2 separate regions of the Drosophila melanogaster genome follow, and region 2 is linked to region 1. The links are chromatin contacts, called in public Hi-C maps. All regions are on one chromosome and are shown on one strand. The core of a region is the stretch at or near the end of the contact, and the rest is flanking DNA. Distances in the headings are between cores, read along the strand shown.

The links. Hi-C and Micro-C count contacts between places; a contact is called where the count stands out from the background.
Region 2: a contact with region 1 is called in a Hi-C map of the Kc167 cell line, with 2.6 times the contacts expected there. A contact is called at or near these places in 1 of 107 Hi-C or Micro-C datasets (the Kc167 cell line) and 2 of 7 datasets of targeted methods (both in the Kc167 cell line).

The regions. Positions count from the first base shown.
Region 1 is chr3L:4,895,472-4,898,546 of dm6, reverse strand. CG13705 reads right to left here and starts at 1,683. Exons shown (of 2, transcript NM_139681.2): 1 at 1,629-1,683; 2 at 77-1,557. The coding sequence starts at 1,631. The coding sequence ends at 262. It overlaps Dnah3 (dynein, axonemal, heavy chain 3), which reads right to left. Exons shown (of 52, transcript NM_139680.3): 52 at 2,798-3,075.
Region 2 is chr3L:5,084,367-5,087,945 of dm6, reverse strand. lncRNA:CR46198 (long non-coding RNA:CR46198) reads left to right here and starts at 1,717. Exons shown (of 2, transcript NR_133172.1): 1 at 1,717-1,937; 2 at 2,012-2,366.

The DNA of each region.
Region 1 (3,075 bases), core at 434-2,933:
CTAGGCATATTGTTTAAAAGATAGTTCGAATATTTAAAAATATTCTGCAAAAAGATATAGTAGTTGTAGGATATTTGTTTTAAAAATGTTTATTATTGTAAGTTCGGGTTTGTACTCGGGTTGTTCATAGTGGATTCAAATTGACTAATACGCTCGACTTATTGTTAGTTTCAATCTGAGACTGTCAAAGTCAGGACTTCTTCTGGAAAAACATCCTCGAAAATCTCAAATGCTGCGGTGGGAGTTGGCGCAATCGGCGGCTTAGTGGCGACGGAGCTTCAGACGACGGACGGTCTTGTAGCGGTAGCCATCGCTGGCCAGGACGGTCTGCTCGGCGGGCACATCAATGATGGCAGAGGCGGTCTCCTCCACGGGGGGCAGGTACTCGCCGGAAGGCAGCTCAGAGACATCACGGCGGCGACGGATCACACGACGCACGGTCTTGTAGCGGTATCCATCATCAGCCAGGGGAGTCTCCACAGCAACAGCCTCGGAGGCGGACTCCTCAACAGGGGGCAGGTATTCAGGGGACAGCTCGGAGACATCACGACGACGACGGATCACACGACGCACGGTCTTGTAGCGGTATCCATCATCAGCCAGAGGAGTCTCGACGGCAACGGCTTCGGAGGCGGATTCCTCAACAGGGGGCAGGTATTCGGCGGACAGCTCGTTTACATCACGACGGCGACGGATCACACGACGGACAGTCTTGTAGCGGTATCCATCAGCAGCCAGAGGGGTCTCAACAGCAACAGCCTCGGAGGCAGACTCCTCAACGGGGGGCAGGTACTCGCCGGAAGGAAGCTCATTGACATCACGACGACGACGGATCACACGGCGGACGGTCTTGTAACGGTAACCATCATCAGCAAGAGGGGTGTCCACAGCAACAGCCTCAGAGGCGGACTCCTCAACAGGGGGCAGGTATTCAGGGGACAGCTCGGAAACATCACGACGACGACGGATCACACGGCGGACAGTCTTGTAGCGGTAGCCATCATCAGCCAGGGGAGTCTCGACGGCAACAGCCTCGGAGGCGGACTCCTCAACAGGGGGCAGGTACTCAGGGGAGAGTTCGGAGACATCACGACGACGACGGATCACACGGCGGACAGTCTTGTAGCGGTAGCCATCATCAGCCAGGGGAGTCTCGACAGCAACAGCCTCGGAGGCGGACTCCTCAACAGGGGGCAGGTACTCAGGGGAGAGTTCGGAGACATCACGACGACGACGGATCACACGGCGGACGGTCTTGTAACGGTAGCCATCATCAGCCAGAGGAGTCTCGACGGCAACGGCTTCGGAGGCGGATTCCTCAACAGGGGGCAGGTATTCACCGGAGGGGAGCTCGTTCACATCACGACGGTGGCGCAACTTCAGGCGGCGCACGGTCTTGTAGCGGTATCCATCGTCGGAGAGAACTCCCTGCTCGGCGGGCACCTCCACGAGTTCGGAGGCAGATTCCAGGTTGTTGTCCACTGGCGGCAGGTAATCCGTGGCAATGGAGGCCGCCGAGGCAGCTGCGATCACAGCAAAGGCAATGACAAAGAATTTCTGCAAGGCAATAAGCGAAGGAGAGGGTTATGGGTTAGTCCTGGTCGCAGGATGACTGCTGGAGAACTAACCATTTTTCCAGAAGATCCAAGACGATGTCTGCTAGATTAATCCAAAGTTGATTCTGTTTTCAAACCAGACCCAACGACACTATTTATACACAAACTGCGCGAAAAGTTCTCGGCTGACCGATGTCCATTCACTTTGCGAGATCAGATGAACTGAGATGAGCTATGATGATCGCTGAGCAAACCGGTTAACAAGCGGCGAACTACCGCATCGATCGATGGCTTCTTCTACTGGGGCCGAACTCAGATTTGGATTGTCTAGTTGCTATTGTCAAAAAGTGTCTCAAGCACCAATTGAACTCTGGCTGGCCATATAAGATGATTAGCGCGGCCAGCTGCCAGAAGACAAAACGAAAGTAAACAAAGACGAGCCGGCGAAGTCCGCAGATTTGTAGATATTTTAGATTTGTAGATTCGTAGGCAGATGGAACAATGGTCGAGGGCTCTTCGATTGTCTCGATTATTTGCATCGATTTATGTCTGCCATATGCTTGAATAGATCGGATACATTTGTGACAATCCATTACCATTGGTAATTGCAAGCGGAAGTCGCCGCTTTTCAATGTATTTTTGGATGCTCTTGCCTCTCGGATCTCGATGAGCGCTTAAGGCCAAGATCGGCCGAAAGTATTTATACGCCATCTCGATTGATACGCGCTTGATGGTCCATCGAGTGTTGCTATTTTTGGTTTTTGCTCGCCACGCTCCATTAGGCGGCTATAAATAGATGAATGATTTAAGAGATCGCCACTTTTCCAATTTTTAATTTATATTTTTAAGCCGAAATAGCGTAGATGCTCCAATTGAGCGGCAGGCAAGCCATAAATCTTGCGGATAAGCTGAAATGGCTTGGCAATCTCCCACTCACAGCGTGTTCGATAGTTCGGAGGAATAGGAATTCATTCTGGCGATGGGAATGTATGATGGAGCACCACTTGACGATGCCAATGGCATTGGCTTGGCGGGAGTGTCGAGTGCGGGGCTGTCTGTCGAAAAGCGTTTGATATGTAGATGGGTTATAAGAATAGAATGGAATGTGCTTTTTATAATGCTGAAACGTGTTCAATTGGTTAACGTTAAATGATTCGTGTATTACATCCTGTTGAGCCTTGTGTTGTGTGTAAATTCTTCGTAATTCGAATTTAAACTGCGCACGAAACACCGATATCTTTCTTTCATTAACTTTATTTCCTGGCCATCTCAAATCGGGGAAAAAAACGGTCTTAATTTCAAATATATTCACACAGCGCTTCGTGGGGCTTTAGGCTTTCGTTTATTCATTTGTAAATGGCGCACATAAAAAATATATCCAGCCAGGCTGTATACTACTACTGTGCATATTTAATTTATATCTGGCAATCAGCATCATCATCATCAAAATGACACTGCCCCTCCAACTTGCCACATTGCCCCAGGTGAATACGGAAATACGGAAGGAGGAGGGGTCCCA
Region 2 (3,579 bases), core at 468-2,967, 190 kb before region 1:
AGACAGCAGTTTTGGGGCTGGCCGCCTGCTTTTCCGATCCCCAGATCCATAAGCTATTCCCTGTGTGCATTCGGCTGAGTATCTGTGTGTTTGTGCGCCAGTTTGTGGTAGCTAAATTAGCTGCGATTAGGCCTAATAGAGCCTGCAGTGCATGGCTTGCGGGAATGGATTTTCCACAGCTGCATTGGTCTGGTATCCCACTCTGGCGGCTAAAATTGTTAGATTACTTCTGCTGGCCATCAGTGGGCAAGTCTACTCTGGCATCGTATTTACCAATCATAGATGTATGTAGGCTGAGCGATATTCCAGTCAAGACATTAGCACTGATTAAGTTGCTATTAAGCAGACTTTATTTTGGGGTTACGCAAATGATAATGTATTTATGCTTTCAAATGGAGACTGCAGTGCAGTTAATATGGAAATTATTTGGCTAAGGATTGAAGCCTGATGGGACAGATTATCACAGCATTACTTTTAGATATTGTATATATCTAATTGACTTTAGATATTTAAAAACATTCCATATTTCTCTGTTTCTTTCCAGTATTCATATTAATGTTAGCATTTTAGTGAATAATTTGAATCTGAAAACTAATTAGTCATTCAACTTTTCGAAATAATTCAATTTTGAATAATTTAGCAGCTATAGCTACCCGAACACTCCAAAAGCGTTTTCATATTTACATATGTAAACAAAATCATGAGGGGAAATTACAGGAGAATTCTCGTCCATCACATGAAGTGTAGGCCAGACATATGACCACAACCGAATCAACTATAGACCCTTGGACCACATCCTGAATGGGAAAGGACCCCCGAGCTACCAAACTCCCTTCATGTCCAGCCTTTGTGTGGCCCCTTAAACACTTGTCAATTCGGACTATTCATGGTTCTCGCCTGCTGTGGTTCAACATGGGACATGCATAAAATTGTCCATGATTTCGTCTGACAACACAGCAACTTGGCCAAAAAGGATAGGAGTGCGAGAGGGGGTGGTGGAGGTGGCGGACACATGTCATCAAATTTGTGGGCAGCGCCTATGCGTATGCAACAAATTTCATAGCAAAAGGGGAGCGCCCAGTTGCAGAAATGTCGGCTAAGAAATTATTGTATGAAGTGAAGTCGGACCCAAGCCCCTTTGAAGGAATTTCCCATTGCAGTTGGTAAATTAATTAGTTGATTAAATTTATTGACTTGTTTAAGTTAATTTAGACGCCAAGTGGTCGGACATTTCATTCGATTTACCACAAAGCAATCAAAAATTAAGACAAGCATGTGATATGTGCGTTCGTATTTTGGCTAAGCCAAATCAATTTACGCACACAGGAGAAAAATTCTATTAACAATTGTTTAGGCCAATTGGCAGGATATCAGGGCAAAATCAAGAGCCACAAAATTCGTATAGTCTCTCAATGAATTTTGCATTTGGCAGATGACAAAACGTGTTGGTTTAGCTGTTTGGCCAGAGACGAAAATAATGAAATGTTTGTTTGACCGAGAGCCCATCGAATTGATTTTTCACCTGCTGACCAATAACTTTTGACAGGACTAAACAGAAAAAAAAAGCACAAAAAGAAGTAGTTCACATATGTATGAGCCGAGAGCAGAGGCCAAACTGGCAAACAAACGATGGTAAATATTTGGGGTGCCAGCGCACAGGAAATTGTTGCATCGAGTTGGCCATATTATGTAAATCACTGCCATTGACAGCCGCCACAACAACAACAACAACAGAAATAACAACAACAATGGGGGCAACAAAAACGAAAGCAACAGAAGCCACAATTTTCAGCAGGAAGAGCAACAAAATATTGTGTGTGCAAAGTCCGAAAACCACTTTGGGCCCAACTTATTTGTGGCTAACAAATTTGCATGCATTGACGCATCATCATCGCAGTTGCCAATTCATCTGGATATACGTCTATATGTATATATATGTATGTACATATCTGTGTGTGCTGTTTGGGCCACTTGCCTGAAATTTCCTTTTTTTTTCTCTTTTCGCTACAAGGACAACACTGGAGACTTTGACTGCGATTGCAAATCTTGGGCAAATCAATAGAAGTTGTAAAGAGCTGGGAAAAGCGTCCTCAATGTGTCAGCTCAAATGTCAATTTGTTGGCCAGGATTTCCAGGATATCGATGGTACAAGTGACAAAACACAAAACACAAAACGTGCATAGTTTTTGAGACTGATTGAGGGCGGGATTGTATGAGTCAACAAAGACATTTGAAAAAAGTGCGATAAAAGTGCGTTTTTGTGTTAGAGAACTAGCCCTTACTCAGCTAGTGGGACATATACTCATTGGGACAGTCTAGTGATCTTGATCAAGAATACATATACTTTAAATATACACTTAGCGGGTATTCAATTTAAAATTCACAATTATGTTGCATTTAAACATATATGCCAGTTAAGGGATACAAATTAAATCCAATGTATTTTATGTTTCCAATATATAAAGTACCCCTCTACACCAATTCAGTTTGCAATTCAATACTTTATCAAAGCCCCAAGACCAAAACCACCAAGTGCATTCACTTATTGCGATTATGTTTCACGCTGTGAGCTGTATGCTGATCGTTTTACAGATTTGTATGTGCCGACAGTGGGGCTCCCCCTGATTTTTTACGAGGGTTCCGGTGTTACATTGAACCAAAAGTGTTGCCTCATTAGGCCACTTCTCACACACGTTGAAAAACCCTGGCAAACGCACACACACACACACACAATCCCTCTTATCCGGCGCCATCGATAGGTATTTGGGGTCTAATTACAAAACACAAATGCACTATAATTTCAAAAACCCAGCAGTTTCCTGCCTCCATCTCCCTGCTGTTCCCTTATTCAGCCGCATGCATGATTTCGTAATTTAAACGGCAATCACCTCTTTGGACCCCAGAGCCCACCATTTTCCCTTGATTTGCCACCCAATTTCCCCACCATATGTCAACAGGCAACAAACAAACTTCTGTCAGCAAAATCATGGAAAATGTGACACCGAGCGAAAGATGTGGGGATAGGGGGAAAATTTCGAGTGGATTTCAATTGTGGAACAATGTATCCTCGCTTCTAACTGGGCGATCCCATTCCCTTTCTCGGTTCTCTGCGTGTCATTCAAAGTTTATTGATTCGGATTGAAAAGCTGACATTTGCACATATTTCACATATTTTGCGCTTTTTTATTCGCTTGATTTATCGCCAGAGAATGGGTCAGAGTTAATAGTTCAATGAGATTTTCATTAGAATTTATGTCTTTTTTTTTTGATTTGTCACGGGTAATTCCAAAATAATTGAACGCTGATTTGTGATGAAATGGGAGAGTGGCTAGAGAATATAACTATAATACCATTCAAATTACGAGTACTGTTTTTTTTCTCTAACACTTTTTCAGTACTCCACGAACTTATTAATTTGTAATTCCATTTCACTGCTCCCCTTTACGTTCTGTCAAAGGGAACTCTTGGGAAAAATTAAGTAGGAAATCATCTAGGGGAAATGCAATCTGTAAGCGATGCTGCCTGATTGGGTTTGTCTGCCTTCATTACGACCTTGGAGCGAAGTGGTCACCCCATCCG